2 separate regions of the Cricetulus griseus genome follow, and region 2 is linked to region 1. A link is a contact called in public Micro-C data. All regions are on one chromosome and are shown on one strand. The core of a region is the stretch at or near the end of the contact, and the rest is flanking DNA. Distances in the headings are between cores, read along the strand shown.

The links. A called contact is a pair of places that touch in the nucleus more often than the background predicts.
Region 2: a contact with region 1 is called in a Micro-C map of the CHO-K1 cell line, with 2.3 times the contacts expected there. The contact joins the promoter of Morn3 here to the enhancer-like site in region 1. A contact is called at or near these places in 2 of 8 Hi-C or Micro-C datasets (the CHO-K1 cell line and liver).

The regions. Positions count from the first base shown.
Region 1 is chr4:102,769,038-102,776,037 of CriGri-PICRH-1.0, reverse strand. The region is part of intron 4 of Kdm2b (lysine-specific demethylase 2B); the gene reads left to right. Among named protein-coding and RNA genes, the nearest start is that of Kdm2b, 20 kb to the left of the region's middle. Within about 2 kb of position 3,752, at least 1 of the 6 cell types and tissues checked has open chromatin away from gene starts, as enhancers often do. A contact at or near this core is called in the CHO-K1 cell line, where this site is marked.
Region 2 is chr4:102,844,888-102,851,887 of CriGri-PICRH-1.0, reverse strand. Morn3 (MORN repeat-containing protein 3) reads left to right here and starts at 3,372. Exons shown (of 5, transcript XM_035444183.1): 1 at 3,372-3,516. The coding sequence starts at 3,372.

The DNA.
Region 1 (7,000 bases), core at 2,503-5,002:
CTTGTATTTGTATGCATATTTGCAGTGCCCAAGGAGGTCAGTAGAGGGCATCAGATTTCCAGAATTGGAGATGCAGAGGGTTGTGGCCTCTATTTGATGCTGGGAATTGAACTTGGATCTTCTTAACCAATGAGCTATCTATCCAACCTCCCCTTTCTCTTCTTTTCTTTTCTTCTTTCTTTTAAGATTTATTTATTTACTTATTAAGTATACAGTGTTCTACCTGCATGTATACCTGTAGGCCAGAAGAGGGCACCAGATCTCATTATAGATCGTTGTGAGCCACCATTTGGTTGCTGGTAATTGAACTCAGGACATTTGGAACAAGAGCAGCCAGTGCTCTTAACAACTGAGCCATCTCTCTAACCTCCTTTTTCAGTTTTTTTGAGATAGGTTCCCTATATAGCCCTTACTGTTTTGGAAGTCACTCTGTAGATCAGGCTGGCCTCAAACTCACAGAGACCTGTCTGGCTCTCCTTCAGTGCTGGGATTAAAGATGAGTGCCACAGTACCAGCTTCTTTAATGACTGAGCCATCTCTCCAGCCCAACTTCTTTCCTTTTTTGATAGAGGTCGCACTGTCCATCCCAGGCTGGCCTCAAATTCTCAGTTCTGTTGACTTTAGTTTCTTGATTGCAGGAATTGTCATCTCGTGCACCATGATTGTTTGTGGCCTTTCAAACTTTGTTTAAAATTGTACTTTGGTAAGATGGGTAAAAGGCACTTAACTGCCAGAGTTCAATCCCCAGGACCCACTTGGTGTGGACACATGTGCATGTGCTCACGCATGTGCGCGCGCGCGCGCACACACACACACACACACACACACACACACACACATTGATAAATGTATTAAGAATTTTTTAGTTTAGCTCCTTTCTATTTGTCTATTTGTTAATTAATTCATTATCTGATATGCTGAGGATGAAATCTAAGATACTAGGCAAATGCTTTACCTCTGCCAGCACCATCTTTTTCCTGTTTTAATCTGGGAAGAGGTCGTGAGCCTGCCTATAGTCCTGCTTTCACAGTTCATAAATGAGAAACGAGGACTGGCTCTCTGCCCATTAAGTTGCTCAGATGGTCTGTGGCCATCTGCTTCAGATGTGGGCTTGAATTTCGGCGCGTGGAAGACAATGGCTTTTGTTTGATCTCAGAGGAAAAGTGACTCAGTTATGGGTGTAGGTTTTGTTTGGTTCTAGCTCCATTAAATTTGAGCTCAAGACAGAAGCCGAGATAGGACGAGCAGTTGTGGAGGGTCTCAGCTGTTGAGAAGGACAGAAATGATGGGCGGGGAGGGCCTGAAGGCAGGAGCACTCAGACTCAGGACTCCCAAGAAAAGTTGGGGTTTCAGATTCCATCCCTTGTATCTTCATCCATCTCACAGATTTGTTATGAAGTTAAATCCCTAATCATAGTCAGATTCCAGGGAAACTACATGTAGCCTCCTACTGTTTTTTCCCAGCCTGAATCGCTGTCTTTTAGGGGTAGCTCCTTAGATAATAAACCCAAGTGCTTCTTGATGTCCGGTGGGGTCGTGTACTGATAAAAGCACTGTAAGAGGAAAATAACTCTACAATGCATTTACAGTATCTTTGCTCCTGAACATCACTGCCTAGCAACAGCACTCTGTAGGGTACCAGCCCTTCAGCATCGTGATCACAGGGCTGAGTGGGTATTGGATTGCCTGAGAATAGGTCAAAACTCAGAATTCAAAGTATCCCCCCCCCAATGTGTTTTTCTTTTACACTGTCATAAAGAAAAAAAAAATCATCTTTAGTGACCATAAGTTGGGCACTGTCAGAGAGATAGTGTGAGCCGAGGGCTTCCCCTATCTTCTTTTTCCTGGTTTTGGTAATTGAACCCAGTGCCTCAGACTTGCTGGGCAAGCATTCTATCACTGAGCTATACCTCTCCTTGTGTGCGTTTTATAAAAGTCAAAACTGGTGGTTATACCTCAGTGGTAAGAGTGATTACTCCCTATATATAAACCCTATCATAATAAAACTAAAGAAAAAAACAAACAAACAAACCTGAGTTTTCACAATTGTTTGTCCCTGATCAAGTAACCATTGAGAGGAAGAGCCACGATTGTGTGCATATCTGTGTGAACACAGAAGATTTTTTTTTGTTGCTTGTTTGTTTTTTGCCTTTTGATACAGGGTCTCATAGCCAAGGATAGCCTTGAATTTGTGGCAGTCCTCTTGCCCCAAGTTCTGAACTGCTGAGATTACTGTCATAAGGTGTTTTCATAACCTCTGTACAAGTGTTACGGATGGCTCTCAGCCTCCGTTATCCAAAAGGCTTCCTTGTCACTAGCTTGAGTAACTTCTCTGATTTCCTTGCCAGGAAATTAGATTTAGATCAGGTTTGTTTGTTTGTTTGTGTCGTTTTTTTTTTCCATTTTTTTTAACACTTTAAAGTTTATTTTGTATGTGTATGGGTGTTGTCAGAGGCCAGTTTTCTCAAGTCAGTTCTTTCTATCATATGGGTTCCAAGGATCGAACTCAGACTGTATGGTTTGGCAACAAGTTCCTTTACCCCTGAGCCATCTGGCCTGCCTAGGATTTAGGTCTTATGTCTGTTGTTCTTGAAAGCAGAATCTTGGAGGCAGGGAACAGCCCTGGAGGTCATTTGCGGGTGTCAAGATGAGTGTCCAGAAGATATTCAGTCTTTGCATCCATCTTACTTCACACATTTCATATCTGGGGAGGCCTGTCTCAAGTTACAGTGTCTCCCTGGCCTGGCTCTCCTTTCCTTCTGTTTGGAACAGAGTCTTCGTGGGGCCCCCACTATTGGGCTTAGCACATGCCGTTGATAATTCTGTCAGGGAAGGAGGGGTGCTCCTAGTCTTTCCCTTTTACAGATGAGGAACCTGAGGCCTCACTGTTGGAAACTGAAACAGGGGAGGGTACGAACCTGCACTTAATGTCCCATCTGATAAATGTTATCCATGTGGGACTTCTAGGGGCAGCATAAAATCCAGCTCTGAAGCCTTCTGGTGATTAATGGTGTTTCTGAGCTGTGATGTGGAACATATCTGCATCCCTTCTAAAGACTGGGGCTCACAGGGAATTTGGGGTCATTGCTTGTGTGTATGCTTCCTGTTAGCTTCAAGGTGACTTTGACCAGCCTCTTCCTGGCTGTCAGCCCATGACTCTCAGAGCTGACTGATGGAGCCTTCAGCTCAGGGGCCACTGGGCTACGGATTTATTTCTGCCACTGCAGTCTGTTGGATTCATGTGTAGTCTGTGAGCCCAGAGAGCCAATGATACCCAGAGGAGGGGAGAGAGGGCAAAGGTAGGAGAGCGTGGTATAGGAAGGAGAGCTTGGCATTGCTAGACCACTTAGGATCCCCGGGCATTGTTTGAGGTGGGTAAATTCCCCTGGGATCCATTGACTTGGGAACCCGAGGTCAGTTCTATAAAGTGGATCTGTCGTCCTTGGGTTCCAGTAGCAGCCTGTCCTTGTCACCTGGTACTAACTTGTGACTGAGCTGCCTTTTCTGTCTCTTTGGGGTACTGCCCTTTCTAGCCCTGAGGCTTTTTCTTGGAGACCCAGTTCTTCAACTATTGTGCCAGATCTGAGTGTGAACCTGGGAAAATAGTTAATTGCTGTCTTGTTCCCAGTGGTCCCTCAAGCCTCTTTACCCCTAGTGTACTCCAACTTCCCTTAGTCACAGTGATGGGAAATGAGCTGAGTCATGAAGGCTGAATGTAAGGTGTCAGCCCTAAAAGAGTCCTACACAGATGACTTAGTGGTTTTCAGAGGGAAATCCCAGGAATTTGGTTTAAGTGCTGACTCTGTCTTCCTTGTCCCACACAAACCTGGGGTGTTTGTTTTTAATTTATGGATCTGACTCATATACTTCTTGAAGAAAGAGTTCTTTAGTAAAGGAACAAAGTTAAAGTCAACTTCTTACTGCCCTTCCCTGGCAGGAGCTGGGCCCTAGAGTAGGGTTTTTTCGATTTGATGTGACTATAACCTTATCCAAGGCTCTTGGCACTGTCCCAGGTGCCCAGAGGTGTCCTGGGTGTATTCCAAGGTGTCTCATGACACTTGGGATGGGAAGAGGTTAGGGACTCAATCTTTTTGTCTCCTTCACAGAATTAAAGAGCCCAGGTTGGGCTTAGTGGCTCCTGGTAAGAAACAATGGCTAAGGGGATAAAGGCACCTGCCGCCAAGCCAACACTGTGAGTTCTATTTCTGGGACCCAGAAGGTGTGAGGAGAGAACTGCAACTGTGGTCTGACTTAACACATGAGTGTCATCTTGTGTGCTCCACCAGTAAATAAATGCACACACACAACAACAACATGTGATTGCCTGTGAAACTAGTGGTTAAAAGGAGAACTTTTCTTTGAACAGACTTGGATGCTATATAAGAGAGAGGGTTTCTCTGTAGGTTTGGAGACTGTCTTGAAACTCTCTTTGAAGACCAGGCTGGCCTTGAACTCACAGAGTGCCTCTGCTTCCGGAGTGCTGGGATTAAAGGCGTGAGTCACCACTCCCCGACAAGGACAATAGTATTACACTATTAATATCAGGGGCCTTCATTTTTATGAACAAATACCCAGCAAGTCTTGAGTTTGATAAGTCCTGGAAGCCACAGAACTAATAAGTACAGCTGGAATTTTTGTTGTTGTTTTGTTTTGTTTCTTGAGACAGGGTTTCTCTTTGTTGTTCTGGTTGTCCTGGAACTCACTCTGTAGACCAGGCTGGCCTCTAACTCACAGAGATCTGCCTGCCTCTGCCTCCCGAATGCTGGGGTTAAAGGCATGCACCACTACTGCCCGGCTACAGCTGGGATTTTTGTTTGTTTGATTTATTGTTTTTCTTGTTCTTTTTACTTTTATTATGATTGTTGTTGTTGATACAGGGTCTTGCTCTATAGCCTGAGCCGACATGAACTTGTGTCGATCTTCCTACCTTAATCTCCTGAGTGTAGAGATTACGTAAGTGAGCTACTATGCCTTGCAGATCAGATTTTGTGTGTGTGTGTGTGTGTGTGTGTGTGTGTGTGTGTGTGTGTTTGCGAGCGTGCCTCTATATCTGTATATGTGCTTTGTTTTGAATTGTGTGTGGAGGCTAGAGGATCACCCTGGGTTTTCTTCCTTTTTTTTTTTTTTTTTTTTTTTAAGATTTTATTTATTATGTATACAACATTCTGCTTCCATGTATATCTGCACACCAGAAGAGGGCACCAGATCTCATAACAGATGGTTGTGAGCCACCATGTGGTTGCTGGGAATTGAACTCAGGACCTCTGGAAGAGCAGTCAGTGCTCTTAACCTCTGAGCCATCTCTCCAGCTCAGTTGGTTTTTTGTTTGTTCGTTTGTTTTTGTTTTGTTTTGAGATAGGGTTTCTCATTTGCTGGAATTTGTCAAGTAGATAAGGTTGGCCAGTCATTTAGTCCTAGTAATTTGCCTGTCTCTACCCTCACACTACTAGGATCTAAGATTACAAGCAGGAACCACTATACTGGGCTTATTATCTGTTATCATTTTTTTTTTTTTTTATGTGCATGAGTTTTCACTGCATGTATGTATGTGTACCATGTATGTGGTGCCTGTGGTCTGAAGAGGATTGTTAGATGGTTGTAAGCCACTGTGTGGCTGTCATGCCTGGCTTTTTGTTTTGTTTTGTTTTCTTCCCTGTGTGGGTTCTAGCTCTGAACTCAGGCTTTCATGCTTGCAAGAACTTTACCAACTGAGCCATCTTCCAGCACAGGGAAAAAAGTTGTTTAATGTGAGGCTGAGCTGGGGCTTATACATGTGCAGAGGGCACTTTACCGTTGAATTGTATCCTCGGTCCTAGAATGTTATGCTACACAAGGACTCCACCATTCGACTACATCCCTTGAAAATTGTAATAAGAAAGACAAAGAGGATAAACTCCCATGGACCCATCACCTTGGCCCAATGTCATCCATCTGTAATTAGTCTTACTTCATTTATAACCACGTCTTCTTCATCTGCAGTATTTGAAGTTTATCAAACGTAACATACCACTCTGTATACTTTTCAGTGTGAAGTTTTGTAATTTATTTGTTTATTTTTTGAGTCTTTCTATGTAGTCCTGGCTGTCCTGGAACTCCCTACATAGACCAGGCGGGTCTCATACTCACAGAGATCCACCTGGCTCAACGGGTAGTTCTAAGTAAGAAGACTTCTACTAATTCTTTGAGAATTGCATATTGTATTGCTTTGATTTTGTTGTTGTTTTTTTTTTCAGATAGGATTTCTCTATGTAGCTTTGGCTGTCCTGGAATTCAGAGGTCTGCCTGACTCTGCCTCCCAAGTACTTAGATTAAAGGTATACACTACCACACCCAGCGTTGATTGTATTTGAGGTAGGGTCTCTCTATGTAGCCCTGTGTTTTATTTGTTCATTATTTATTTATTTAATGTGTATGAGTGTCTTGCCTCCTTGTATGTCTGTATCACTTTCATATTCAGTGTCTCAGCTTGGCTGGATGAGCATCAGTCCCTGGGGATCCAAAGCTAATACTTTGTATCCCTTTTCCTGCTGCCCAGCAAATACCCAGGAACTGGATCCTTATGGTAGAGAGGTGCACAGAATGGGAGTCCGCCCAAGGAGAAGAGAATTTGCGGGTGTCAATAGCAGGTTCTCTCTCATGTGGGACTCTCAGATAACCTTTAAGAATCCCCCTTGTTCTAGGCCCTTTGGCTGTTAAAGAAGAATCTAGCCTGTGTTAAGTGTGGTCTGAATCTTCAGCAAAGACCAGGGATGCCCCCTGGTGGATATGCACCTTCCCAGTGTAAACACAAAGTGGCTTTAGCTTGGGTCCACTTCCTAGTATCTTTAGGGCTGCAACCAGCCATTGAAAACTGGAATTGTTGAAGGCAGGGTAATCCTTTTGGACCTTGGCATGTGATCAAAATACACAGCATTGCAGAGGCGGCACTAGAGCCCGGATTCTGGTGTGGCCTTCAATTAGTTTCAAAACCCAGCTCTGTGTACTGACTGGGCATGCTTGG
Region 2 (7,000 bases), core at 2,123-4,622, 76 kb before region 1:
GAGTCAGCTCTCTTTCTACCATGTTTGCACTCCCATGTGAGTGTCCTCCCACCGTGTGTCCTAGGGATCTAACTCAGGTCACCAAGCTTGGTGCCTTTATCCACTAAACCATCTTTTTTTTTTTTTTTTTTTTTTCATGGTTGAGTATTTTATTGTTGCTGTTTGTTTCTATTTTTTTTTCACAAGATAAAAGTGAGAATGACAGCCAAGTGTAGTTGCGCACACCTTTGATACCAACACTTGGAATGCAGAGGCAGGCGATCTCTGTGAGGACAGCTTGGTCTACACAGTGAGTTCCAAGACAACCAGAGCTAACAAAACGAAACAAAATTGATCATGAAAGCAACTTTGTCTTTAGAGATGGACAGTAACTATAGGTGGTTGCAGGTGGGGTGGGTGTGTTAGTAGTGGTGCAAAGTGTTTAAACAGCATAAACAGGGAGGAAGCATGAGGAGATTCCAATTTCAAATAGGGTGGTTCTGAGAACTTTTCTACGAGGGGCTGATGTTTGAACAAAGCTCTGACGTAAAGGAAGGTAAGAGCCACCATTTAGTGCAGAGAGAGAGAGCTGTCCTAGAAGCTCTGGAAGAGTCCAATGCCTGAGGCAGGAACATGGTGTTCCAGGAACAGCAGGACAAAGAGCAAAGTGGAGGGGCTAGGCAGGTCTTCCAGGGTCTTCAAGGCTTCATTATAAGATGAGCCTTGTGAGCAAAGCAAGAACTTGCATCTGTAAAATGCATGCCACACAGCTTCCTGGGAGATGCTCCCCAGAGCTTCCCAAAGACACTCAAAGCTGTCCTACAAGACTAGGAACAAATAGGACTTTCCTTGCCCTCAAAATTACCGCTACCCTGCCTCTGCAGGAAGAGGCGGACACTGCAGGATTGCTTTGCTGTTGTCATAACAACCTCCAGAGTCCCAGACTTGGAAGCAATCCTAGCTGCCCGCTGAGGGTGAAGCCCAAGGCTGCTATTACAGGTGAGCCAGGTGGACACAGGGTGGCTGGGGTTCAGAAAAGACGCTGCCTGTGTGCTGTCTCTCAGTCCGCACTGGTCTCTTTTTTTCTTTGGAAACAAAACAACCTGTGCAGTCTTGGAAGTCTTTCCTTTCCAGCCCACTTCTACCTCTCCTTGAATTCTGAAAAATGCGGGACAACAGTGGAATCTATGCAGGGCAGTGGTGGCGCACGCCTTTGATCCCAGCACTGGGGAGGCAGAGGCAGGTGGATCTCTGTGAGTTCAAGGCCAGCCTGGTCTACAGAGTTCCAGGACAGCCAAGGCTACACAGAGAAACCCTGTCTTGTGGGGGTGGGGTGGGGAGTAGAATCTATGATGCACAGATGTAGCAGTAACACCTGTTGACACCATAGCTTTACGGGAATCTAGTGCAGAGCCCAGGACACATTGTCACTTTGGTTGAGGACCTACTATGTGCCGTGAGAAACAGAAAAAAGACATGGTACCTGTCATCTCTACTGAGAATGGTGGTAGAATGATACTGGGCAGGGTACTCTCAGAGGGAAAAGGTGCTGCCAAGATCCATCTTGAAGAATATATAAAGATATTGTAAATGCATATTGGTAACCCCAGGATTCTGCCAGTGCCAAAATTCTTGCATACAACTGCCCCCTTTTTCTTCCTTCTTTCCTTCCTTCCTTCTTTTCTTCTTCCTTCCTTCCTTCCTTCCTTCCTTCCTTCCTTCCTTCTTCTCCCCAGGACAGGGTTTCTGTGTAGTCCTGACTGTCCTAGAACCTGTACACAGGTTCTCTGTGTGTCTCGAACACACAGAGATCCATCTGTCTCCGCCTCTTGAGGGCTGCCCACTGCCTCTCTCAAGGCTCCCACTCCCCATCTGAGGCCCTATCAGGAATCCAGATTTCTACACAGTGAAGCAATTAAAGGGCATGTGGAGAAATGACTGTGTAGGGGCTCAGCAGTTAAGAACACTGGCTACAGGGCTGGAGAGATGGCTCAGAGGTTAAAGAGTACTGGCCGCTCTTCCAGAGATCCTGAGTTCAATTCCCAACCATCTATAATGGGATCTGGTGCTCTCTTCTGGCATGCACTGTATAAATGGCGTGCACATGATAAATAAATAAATCTTTAAAAAGAGATTTTTAAAAACAGTGTAACAACAAAGTGTGAGCAAAGAACAGTCCCTTCTGTGGGGTCACAGGCTGTGCAACTGCACAGGTGGCAGGCACAGTGTCCAAACTGAAGCACATATTTTTGTGGCTGGCCCTGCGGGCGGATGCTGATGCCATGGTCTCCTGGAACTGGCTCAGACTTGAGGTTATTTTGATTGGCAGTATCTGTGTGTGCTGCTGGTGCAAGGTTTCATGGGAGTGGATTTGTGCAGCCTCAGAACCTATGGATTTATAGTATTTTTTGTTGAGGAGGACAGGGTTCCCAAGGATTTAGACAAGACTGTTTTTTTATCACCCCTAAGCAAACTCCATGGAAACAGATGGAAAGACATAAATGTCCTCTCTGGAGATTCCGGGGACGTGAGGAACACAAATGCAGGCTCCCAGACACTGGGAGGAGGCCCTGGGCCACCCACTGTCTCTCTATAGGTTCTAGCAGATAGAGCCATAGAAGAAGCTAGCCAGGGGCTTGAGGAGAGTGATTGGGTCAGAAGTGGGAGGAGGCTGGGGACTTTCCTCTTGTGTTTATTTTGAGATAAGGTCTCACTGTATAGACAGACCTTCCGTCAGGGACAGTTGATCAACTTGGAATCAGTCTCTTTAATTTGTAGGATTGCCCCAGCTGAAAGGCAAACCCTAAGCTTCTCCATCTGTCCCCACTACCTGGTACATAGCGCCAAAGGGGGTAACAGTGCAGGTGCTGGGCCAGGGTGTTCCTGTAGTTTGTGCGGAAGGCAACTGCTGTCTGCCTAATACCCTCTGCCTCTCCTGGAGTTGTCCCAGCACTTGCCACCACCTGATCCTTCCTGCTGGGCTCCTCTTCCATCATAACCCATTCTGATTGGTCCTTCTAGTCATTAAGTATGTGACCATCATTTTTCCCAGGGGAAGCTTCTCCCTGATATCATCACAAACCCTGAGTTGCTATTGGTCTCCCTGGGTTCCAAAGGGATTGTGCCATCACATCCCCATAGACTGGCCCCAGGAGGATGCAAGAGAGGGGGCTGTCCTGGTCCAGTCCCCACGACACAGTCCAGCACAGAAGGATCCCCACGAGGGCTGCTCACCTGCCCTGGGGACTCAGAACACACATGACCTGCCCTACTGGAACTCAGGCAGGCACCTCGCCAGGAAGCCCCAGGATCCCAGAGATAACACAGATATACTGAGCCCCTGATGCTCCTACCTCTCGCCAGCACCCTCCAACACCACAGAAGCAGCCATCATGCCTGTCAACAAGTGTCCAAAGAAATCAGAGCCTCTGTGGAAGGACTGGGACCGGAAAGCCCTGAAGAATGGAATGAGGCACCAAGTGTTTGCAGTGAATGGCGATCACTATGTGGGCGAATGGAAGGACAACCTAAAACATGGTGAGCAGGGGCGGTCAAATGGCCAGTGTGGGGTCAGAGTGGGTGGGCCATGCAAAGTGAAACAAAGCAAACAGGCAGTGGTGGCCCACACCTTTAATTCCAGCACCCAGGAGGCAGAAGCAGGTGGATCTCTGTGAGTTCAAGGTCAGCCTAGTTTGCAGAGTGAGTTCCAGGACAGCCAGGACTACACAAAGAAACCCTGTCTGAAACAAGCAAACAAACCACAAAAACAAAAAGCAGTGTATAGAGTTCATCAGGGACCTAAGTGGTGTTCCCAAGCCTCCTTAGGGGATGAATGGCCATCTCGACCAGCAAGGGGCCTTCCCATGCTTTGGCTCTGAAGCCCATCTCAGCCATGACTTCAGCTAGGCAATAGTCTAGAGACAATGACAGGATAGGGGGCTTCAGAAACCAGCCCAAAGCTGGCACTGGGGGATCAAGCTGGGTCCCTCACTGCCTTCTGAGAGGCTGGCTGAGCCTGGGGTTGATTGACAGAAGAAAAGGTCAAAATGATAAGAAACTGGCTTGCAATAGGGGCTCTGGGCTTCAGACTCAGCCTTGATGCTCTGCAGATGGTGGAGCATAACCTGTGGGCCTCAGGACACAGGAAGGACCAGTCCTACCCCCAGGAATAACAGCTTCCATGATTACTCCTCTGTGCCTGGGCTCAGGCCCGACCAGCAGGGGGCGAAGGGGGTTCTGGTAATACAGTGCAAAGGTGGGGGGGGGCGGTAATGGGGGTGGAGGGATGAGGGATACTTATTCAAAGACTGACAGTCTCTCATTCCATTCTTGCAATTCCAGACTTAACCTCCCTCTTCTGCCTTCCTGGGTTATCTCCATGAGCTTGCATTGTTAGAATCCCAGTTCTACCAGCCACTGTCTTGAAGTAGTCATTACCATACTCCGAGCCTGTTTCCTCACAGATCTTAAGTGGAAACAATATCATTTATGAAGATAAGAGATGAGGGGCAGCAAGATGACTCAGTAAGGGCGCTTGTAGAGAATCTACAGGATCGATTACCCTCACATTTCCCGTATGAGGCAACTGAGGTCCAGAGGAGGAAGTAACTACTCCAGAGGTTGCATTAGGATAAAAGGGTACCAGAGAGAAGGGGATGGAGTAGAGACAAAGCAGTAGGGGAAAGGTGATGTTTGAGCTGGATGGAAGGTACAAGGCTGCAGTGACCAGGCTAAGGGGCATTTTGTCTAAGATTCAGACTGTAAGCAGTAGAATTAGAACTAGGTAGATCGGTATAGCTCGATTGAGGAACAGACCAGAGTCAGTGAAGCTGGAGCAGAGAGGGCAGTGGGAGAAAGTGAGCCAGGACTAATGTGGTTTTATTATTCCAGTTATTGGCTCAGGAGGCTGAGTTAGGAAGATCAAGGCTGGGCTATGAGCTATGATCCTCTCTCAAACGAAACAAAGTGTGTGTGTGTGTGTGTGTGTGTGTGTGTTGGGGGAGGAGTGCGGGGAGCCAGGTGTGATGGTGCATTCCTGTAGTCCCAAGCACTTGGAAGACAATGCAGAAAAATCAGGAATTCAAGTCCAGCTTCAGCTACATAGTGAATTCAAGGCCAGCTTGAGCTATAAGAGACCCTATCTCAAAAGGAAATTAAGTTAAAAAACAGAAGAAGAAGGAGGAGGAGGGGAAGGAAGGAAGGAAGAAAAAGAGAGTAGTGGCCAGTTGTGGTGGCTCATACTTTTACTCCCAACACTTCAGAGACAGAGGCAGGTTGATCTCTTAGAGTTCAAGGCCAGACTGGTCTACATAGAAAGTTCCAGGCCATCTGGGACTGCATAAAGAAATCCTGTCTCAAAAATGAAACCAACAAAACAAAGAAGGGCAGAAAACAAAGGGGTGGAGAGGGAGGAAGGAAGGAAAGGAGGGAGAGACAGAGACAGACAGACAGACACATACACACACACACAGAGACTCAGGTCAGGTGCCCATACAGCTAACTATCCAACAAATATGTTACGCCTCATGAACCACTTCAAGCCTTGTCTTTTTTTTTTTTTAAGATTTATTTTATTTTATGTACATGAGTGTTTTGCCTTGATATATGTATATGAACCATGTGAGTACCTGGTGCTCATGGAGATCAGAAGAGGGCATTAGATCCCATTAGAACTGGAGTTATAGGTGGTTGTGAGCTGCCTGCCATCGGCATTCTGGGAACAGAACCCAGTTTCTCTGCAAAGGCAGCAAGTGCTCTAACCACTGAGCCATGTCTCCAGCCCCCAGCTGTGTCTGTCTTCATTATAGGAGAAAGGTTGAAAAGAAAGGAACAGGCTAGTCAGCACTGCGTGTGCCAAACATGTGCTGGATGAAGGGTGAGTCTGTCCTTGTCAGGAATAACCTAGATCAAATTTTTATCTCACAACGTGAATATTTTATTTCACAATATTTCAAATATTGTTAGGCAAATGCTCTACCACTGAGATATGACCAGAGCCCCACCTGCTCTAGATTTAAAAACCTAAGAGTTGGACCTGGATAGCTCAGCAGTTAAGAGCAAGTTACTGTTCACTGGTCGTGGTAGTGCACAACTTTAAGCCAAGCATGCAGGAGGCAGAAGTAGGTAGATCTCTGAGTTGCAAGCCAGCCTGGTTCACATAGCAAGTTTTAGGCCAGCCAGGGATACACAGTGTGACCATGTCTCCAAAACAAACAAAAAAGATGAGAATCTGAGTTCAATTCCCAGCATCCACATCCAGTGATTCACAATCACTGGTAACTTCACCTCCCCGATGGTTTTACCGCCCTCTTCTGGCCTCTGTAGGCACTACATTCACATGGCATTCACACAGACACATAAAAATAAATCTTTTTTTTTTTTTTTTTTTTTTTTTTTTTTTGGTTTTTTGAGTCAGGGTTTCTCTGTGTAGCCTTGGAGTCTATACTGGCCCTCGCTCTGGAGACCAGGCTGGCCTCAAACTCGCAGAGAGATCCACCTGCCTCTGCCCCCCCCCCCCCAGTGCTGGGATTAAAGGTATGCACCACCAACGCCCAATTTTTAAAAATAAATCTTTAAAAATAAATATTCTTTTATAATTACAATTTAAAATCCAAGGAAGATGAATGTAGCTCGGTGGTTGTCTTACTTAACTTTCTATGCCTGTGATAAAACACCACGAACAAAAGCATTTTAGGGAGGAAAGGGTTTATTTCCGAGTATACTTCCACTTTATAGTCCATCAACAAAGGAAGGCAGGATAGGAATTTAAGGCAGAGGCCATGGAGGAGTGTTACTGACTGCCTTGTTCTTCATGGCTTACCTGGCTTTCTTTCTCTCTCTCTCTCTCTCTCTCTCTCTCTCTCTCTTTCTCTCTCTCTTTTAGATTTATTTTATGTGTGTAAGTCTTTTGCCTGTATGTCTTGTCTATGGACAATTGTAAGCCAAGGGTACTGGGAACTGAACCCTGATGCTCTGTAAGAACAACAAGAGTTCTTAACCATTGAGCCATCTCTCCAGCCAT